Linked DNA regions of Ovis aries: region 2 is linked to region 1. A link is a contact called in public Hi-C data. All regions are on one chromosome and are shown on one strand. Each heading gives the region's core, a stretch centred on a gene start, on an enhancer-like site or on the middle of the called end of the contact. The rest is flanking DNA. Distances are from core to core; before and after follow the strand shown.

Region 1 (3,609 bases), core at 776-3,275:
AACTACTGAGCCCACGCTCTAGAGCCTGTGAGCTGCAACTACTGAGCCTGAGTGCCCTAGAGCCCGTGCTCAGTGACTAGAGTAGCCACAGCAATGAGAGGTCTGGGCACCACCACTGGAAAGTAGCCCCTGCTCATTGCAACTGGAGAAAGCCTGCTCACAGCAATGAAGACCCAGCACAGCCTAAAATAAAATAAAATTTTTTAAAAAACGAACGCTAACAACTTTGAGATGGAAAGATTAGCCTGTATTATCCAGGTAGACCCAATGCAATCACAAGTCATGATAAGAGGGAGGCAGGAATATTGGAGTTAGAGAAGATGTTACATAGAAACGAGATCAGAAGGATGGGGTGACTGGTTTGAAGCTGGAGAAAGAGACCAGCCTCTAGAAGCTAGAAATGGCAAGGGAAGTGAACTCTCCTTGGAGCCTCCAGAAGGAAGGCAATCTTTTCGACAACCTTGATTTAGCCCAAAGAAATCCATTTTGGACTTCCGACATCCAGCACTGTAAGACAATAAAAGTGTGTGGCTTTAAACCACTAAAATTGTGGTAATTTATTATAGCAGCAGTAGGAAACTAAAACAGGGGCCATGATGACAAGGAGAGTCCATAAAGGAGACGGCAAAGTGGAGGCCAGCAGTCAGTGATGGAGGAGGAGCACCAGGAGATGGGGGCGGGTCCTAGGAATCCCAGGAAGAAGGAGTTTCCCCAAGGGGAGCAATGCTCTATTCTGGGTGTTGCTGATCTTCCAAGATGCATGCATGCTCACTCACTTCAGTTGTGTCTGACTCTTTGCAACCCTGTGAACTGTAGCCCACCAGGCTCCTCTGGGCATGAGAGTCCATGGGATTCTCCAGGCAAGAGTACTGGAGTGGGTTGCCATGCCCTCCTCCAGGGGATCTTCCTGACCCAGAGAGCTAACCTACGTTTCCTATGTCCCCTGCATTGCAGGTGGATTCTTTACTCACTGAGCCACTAGGGTAGCCCTGGATTTAGCAAACTGGAGGTCAGCAAAAGTGTTTTTGGTGGACAAGGGGAGAGAAAAGAATTGGAGAGGATCAAACCAGTCGGTCCTAAAGGAAGTCAACCCTGAATATTCACTGAAGGACTGATGCTGAAGTTGAAGCTCCAAAACTTTGGCCACCTGATTTGAAGACCCAACTCATTGGAAAAGACCCCGATGCTGGGAAAGATTGAGGGCAGGAGGAGAAGAGGGCAACAGAGGATACGATGGGTGGATGGCATCATCAACTTAATGCACGTGAGTTTTTGTGAACTCCAGAAGATAGTGAAGGACCAGGAAGCCAGCATGCTGCAGTTCACAGGGTTGCAAAGTGTCAGACACAACTCAGCAACTGAACAGCAGCAATAGGGAAGACTAAGACAGGAGATGTAGGTGGCCAGGCTCTTTTCCGAGGGGCTTATGGTGAAAAACGGAAAGATGGTGAGCTGTTAGGGTGCCACTGGCCCACAGAGTAGGGCAGCATGAGTGCTGTGGAGGAGGACTGGGTCCGGAGGAAACTCACTGCAGTGAGCCTTGTCCTTGAGTAGCGGGAGGGGGCTAGATCCAGGGCACCCGGCAGAGTTGGCTGGCTGGGGGTGGGGGTATGGGATGGGGCTGCGGGTGGGGGTATGGGATGGGGCTGGGGGTGGGGGTATGGGATGGGGCTGGGGTGGGGCAGGGCAGGTGATGCCACGGCAGCAGTGGGAGCACATGGAAGTTCTTTTCTGATTGCTTCAGTTTCCTCAGCGAAATAGGAAACAATCGTCTCTCTTTTTCACTTGCTAAATGTGCTGAGCAGGCTTGAAAATGAGTGCGCTTCACCCAGGAGCCCCGGAGCCAGCAGGAAGCAATAGTAATGTATCGCACATGCCGCTTCAATATTGTTTGGTTGGAGAAATAATATACCGCCCAACTAGTTTGTTTTAATTAGACAAACACCCCGGAGCCCGCCTGCTGCTGGAGAGGACGGCGCTGAGGTCAGCTCTGTTTGACATTCCTGACGTGCGAAGGGCGGCTTTAGAACAGCAGAGCAGGGCCCTGGGCCCAGCTCCCTGGAGCTCCTCCAGGGCCCCGCTTGAGAAATGTTGGGTCCTAGAGATTCCGCCCCAATTTTAAACATCTGTCGGTGCCTGTGGAAAATAAGGTTTGGGACTGTTGGTCACAGCCCGTGAAAGCCGCCGTCGAGCTGTGTCTCTGAAGCGTTGTTGATGGATGTTTCACACTCTGACTCAAGTGGGGCCGCGCCGGCCTGTCGGATGTAAACAGGCCCCACCTGCCCCCGCTCTCCTCGGAGACCAGCCGTGAGAACCCAGGAACCCAGGCTCCTCAGCAGCTCCACGCCAGCCTGTCAGGTCCCCAGGGGTCTGTGTTCCCCAGAGCGTCACGCCTCTTGGGGTCAGAAGCCCCGGCCTTCCTTTGAGAGGCCCTGCTCATCGCCTTTGAGAGCCTTGAGGGTGGTCCCTCTCCCTCTCCCGCTCCTCACGTGCCTCTTCTGGGCAACTCTCTCCACATCCGCGGCAGGCCAGACGTGTCATAGCTTTTTGTTTTATTTTGTTTTTTTCAATCAAGCTGAGGCCAACTTGGAGTCCCGTTTCCCCTGGGATGGTGGAAACGTGAGTCTTGGGCCCTTGAGGGGGCCGCCTCCTGTCTGGTCTTGAGAAATTTCAGGACCTTGTGCTCCTCCCCACCGACCCACACTCCCAGCCTCCTTGCTTCTCCTCTGCAGGCCGGCTCCTCACTTCCTAGAGCCCAGAACTGCAAATGCTCTTCCCTAGTCTCCTTCCAGAACCTTCTTGCTGAGGCCAGCTGGTGCCTGCTGCCCGACCTGCACCCAGCCCCCCTGCTACAGTTAGGTGGGCAGGGTCTGAGTCCATCTCTTATGGACTTGTCCTAAGCCCTAGAGCCATGGCTGGCCCACCATCAGACCAGAGTAAGAAGCCAGGTAGCAAACCTCAGTCCCTTACTGTGCCACTCAAGGGCCATTTCACACTCACGGTGACCTTCCCCACGTGGGTCCTGGTGCTACATGAATACCCACTTACAGCACACAGGGGGGTCCCTTAGGTTCATAGCTGAATGGCCAGTGATGGGTAGCCCTGATGCTGGACCCAGCTCTGTCAGTTTCAATCCCCATAGATACTGCCTTCTTGGAGCCTACAGACTCCTAACACACATGTTTCCACACACATCTGCCTCTCCACTTTTGTCCCTCTATGTGTCTGCGTGTGTGCTAAGTCGCTTCAGTCGTGTCCGACTGTGTGTGACCCTATGGGCCTGAAGTCTGCCAGGGTCCTCCATCCGTGAGATTCTTTTGGCAAGAATACTGGAGCGGGTTGCCAAGCCCTCCTCCAGGGGATCTTCCCGACTCAGGGATCGAACCCACATCTCTTACACCTCCTGCATTGACAGGTGGGTTCTTTACCACTAGTGCCACCTGGGAAGCCCGTCTTTCTAGCCATCCACAATCTCTGTACCTGTACTTCTCCTTCTACACACCTATCTGTTGAATATCTATTATCGTTCTATCTATCCATCCACCACACAACCAGATACACACGCGCGCACACACCCCTCAATCCCTGAGCATATCTGCACCGCTTTCG
Region 2 (3,505 bases), core at 384-2,883, 77 kb before region 1:
AAGCACCTGGTATGAGGGGTGGATCAGCCCCAAGAATAGTAGAATCTCCACATTTTAGTGAATAAAATCTTCCACTGGGAAAACTCAGACCTCCTAGGATTTGAAATGTAGACTTTTCTCCTGAGTGTAAATCTATAGAATATTGTCCTGTTGTTCTTGACTCCGATGATTTTCTAAAACCTTAACTCTCTCTCGACCTAAACTGGTCTGTTATAGAGTTTTAGCGTATGACTGCCCAGGTAGGACCCCTTCCCCCAGGGCCTGACTGGGTAGGACCCTGTCAGGAATGCTGAAAGTGGCTATAAAACCCCAGGACTTGAATAAAACTTTAACCACAACAGCCTTTATCTTGATCACCAGCAAGTGATCACCGGGGCTCTCTCTGGTGTGTATGCGTATGGAGCGGGGAGCCACTGGAGATAAACTCGCCATAAAAACAAAATCTGGAAAAACCCAGTCCCCAAATTTGATGTGTCTGACCATGGCGATGGTTGGCGGAGGGGGCGGATATTAGGAACTTGCTAGCAGTCCTTTTACTGATTAAAATGTTGAAGGGTTGAGACCAATGAGCTACTGGTCACTTGTTCTCTCCGGCTGGAATTTTGTTCTGCTTTGCTGTGCGGCTCCCACCAGATTCTCAGAGGCCATGGTGTAAAGGTTTTTCCGCGATGCCACCTGGGTGATCTGGTCAGCACAGACTGGAGTCTCTGGTGGAAAATGCAACCTGGGATGACTCAGCCTGTGACTCAGCCCTGGGGACCTGAGACTTTCTCTCCCCTTCCCCCAGACCCCAGGTCCATGTCTCCAGGCTAGGGCAGTAAGTGGATTTGGGAGAGCCCCGTGGGGTCCCAGAGAGGAGGCCCCATGTGATGAGGTGGGTCATCTGGTCACTAGCCAGGGCCCCACACTGGTTGCATGGCTGCGGCTGGACACTGGGCTGCTGGGGTGCTCTTGTTACCCCCAGCCATATGCTTGCCTGGCCCTGGAGTGTCACGTTAAATCTGGGGCCTGCAGCGATCCCAGGGACCCTGGGGGTGGTGGGGCGTGAGTGTCCGTCTATCTGCCCAGTGGCTGGGGCGCTGGCCTGGGGCAGTATAGATGCAGTGACTGTCAGAACTGGAGCTGGGAACTCAAGACGCTCCCAGGGTCTGGCAGCTGTGGGCCCAGCACCTCTCTGTCCTAAAGAAGGCGAGGGTAGCAGGGATCCGGGAAGGCTGGTCCGTCCCTTCTCCCCAGGGATGCGTCCCTAAGCTTTTAATGCCAGAGGAATGGGTACGTAATGTGGAATGCTGGTCCCAGCCATCTGGCAGCAGTGACCTCCCCCGGGACCGGGCGGGCTCTCAGAGGGCAGTGCCCTCCTGTCTGGCCCTGGCTCCATCTGGGAGACCCAGGTGAAGCCAGATCCCTGGTGCGTGGGCCCTGGAGGTAAGCGCACGTCCTGGGGCCGAGAAGCCCAGGAAGCAACCTGCTGGGGAGGTGGACAAGCCTTCCCCCTCGCCGATGAGTCACGAGTTCCAGTTGGTGCTGGCAGGAGAGCAGAGGCCCTGTGGGCCGGGATCCCGGAGGAGGGGAGGTGTGCATGAGCCTCGCCGGCCGCAGCTCTGGGTGGTTCCACCGGGCATGTTGACGGTGAGCGTGTCAGCCTCGTGTTCATCATGTTGCACAATCGGCTGCCTCGTATGAACTGAGACGTGCCGACAGCCAAAGAGGAGGCCAGAACAGAGAGGCAGGCGGAGACGGGGGCAGGCGGGCGACAGGGGTCCCTCAGCCCTGGGGGACTCAGGATTGGGCTGCCACATGGCCGGAGCGGGGGAACCTGCCCCCTCCCCTCCCCCTCCCATGAGGGTCTCGCCAGGCACCTGAGGAACCCAGCACTCCCTCCTCTGGTGCTGGAAAAGTCTGGCAGGATATAAAAGGCAGACGAGCAGCCAGATGCAACTCACTAGTGGAAGAAGCTCCAGGCCACGCCTGGACCGTGTGCTGAGGCCTCATTGTGGCCCCGGCTGACCATCTTCCGCAGGGTCCCAGTATACTCGGGTAAACAGGCGCTGGCAGCACCCTCGTGGCCCAGTGGCCTGGGGGACCCATTGGGGTGGCCAGCAAGGGAGGGCAGGGGTGTTACTCGGTCTGGTTCTAAGGGACAGAGGTAGACCCCATCTTTGGGGTTCTTCTGGGACCCTTGATTCCAGCCTGTTCTTTTAATGCTTAGGGAGCAGAGAAGCAGGGGAGGGCTGTGTGTGATGCCCACCTGGAGCTGGCCCCCTGTGTGCAGGTGAAGGGGGACAGCAGTAGTGTTTCAGATCCACAGCTGGAGGGTGGGGAGGGGCAGGAGGACTCACCCTTGTGCCAGCCGTGAAGGCTCAGGAGTGGCACCCATCACTGCTTGTGGGTGCCAGGTGGGGTGAGGCGGCCTGGGTCCCACAGTTTCTGATGGGCTTCACCTCCCCATCCCCTTTGAAACCGCTCTGTTGATGAGTCAGAGGCAAATGACCCCTTTGGGGGGTCCCTGCTGAGATTCCCCCCCTTCAGGCACCTTAGAATATAGGAGTGGCCTTGAGGGGCCATGGGAGATAAACAACAGCGTGCAGGAATGAGAAGAAACTTGGTTATTTCCTGGAAACAGAACTTAATTTTTTCCCTGAAAATTTAGTTTCTTGCACCAGTGCTTTTCCAGCTCCCCAAGTCATTATTAAGATTACCTTTCATCTTATCCAGCTCCGGGCTCTTGGGGTGGAAGGTGTGACTCCTTGCCCACCAGGAAAAGGAAGGGAGGAGAGCAGGTGTGGAGGAGACGGCTGGTGAGCGGGGGGGAGTTCCTTGTGCTTGTGGGGCCTCTAACGGGGTGGCCAGCCTGAGTTAGGCCCCTCAGGGTCCTGTGGGACGATGTTACCTTGCAGCCTGGAGTTGGGGTGAGCGCGGGGTTGTCGTGCCAATCAGAGGAGGCTCTCGGCTTAGGGAACACTGGCCACTTCGCCACCTGCACTTTCCTCCCTGTTGAAATGCTGCGTTTCCCCACCTGGTGAGGCTGTGCTGGAGACCCCAGAGGGTGTCTCATACCAGATCTCCATCCCAGTCATCCTCACCTGGGCCGTCCCACCTGCTGAACCAGCATCCCACCATCTGCAAACATCTCCTTGGGCGTCGGGCTGCCCGGAGCCTGACAGTAGGGTGCTGCCCTTCCCATCTGTACCTGCCATTCTCACCTGCGTCCTGCCACCCCCAGGCTGGTCTCCTCGACCCTGTTTTTTTTCCCCACTTCATTCAGTTCATTTTTTACACATTCCAGAGTAATCTGCTCCATGTCCACACTCCCCTGCCCCTCCCCTTTTCCGAGAACCACAGGCCAGAATTCCACCCTGCCCCTGGGTCACCCCCTCCCCACCTTCCCCGCAAGGAAACGAGATTCGATGTGTCAGGAACCAGCGCATTCCACTCTGCCTTTACAAGCCTGACTCCGATTAATAATTGTTTCCAGACTGCTGCCGTTAGCATCTGCAGCCTGGAT

What was found. Hi-C and Micro-C count contacts between places; a contact is called where the count stands out from the background.
Region 2: a contact with region 1 is called in a Hi-C map of omental adipose tissue, with 1.7 times the contacts expected there. The contact joins two enhancer-like sites. A contact is called at or near these places in 4 of 16 Hi-C or Micro-C datasets (blood, hypothalamus, muscle and 1 more).

Annotation. Positions count from the first base shown.
Region 1 is chr11:49,242,842-49,246,450 of ARS-UI_Ramb_v3.0, reverse strand. No RefSeq gene overlaps it. Among named protein-coding and RNA genes, the nearest start is that of PSMD12, 54 kb to the right of the region's middle. Within about 2 kb of position 2,025, at least 4 of the 54 cell types and tissues checked have an H3K27ac peak or open chromatin away from gene starts, as enhancers often do.
Region 2 is chr11:49,319,404-49,322,908 of ARS-UI_Ramb_v3.0, reverse strand. The region is part of intron 2 of METRNL (meteorin like, glial cell differentiation regulator); the gene reads left to right. Among named protein-coding and RNA genes, the nearest start is that of METRNL, 9.6 kb to the left of the region's middle. Within about 2 kb of position 1,633, at least 12 of the 54 cell types and tissues checked have an H3K27ac peak or open chromatin away from gene starts, as enhancers often do.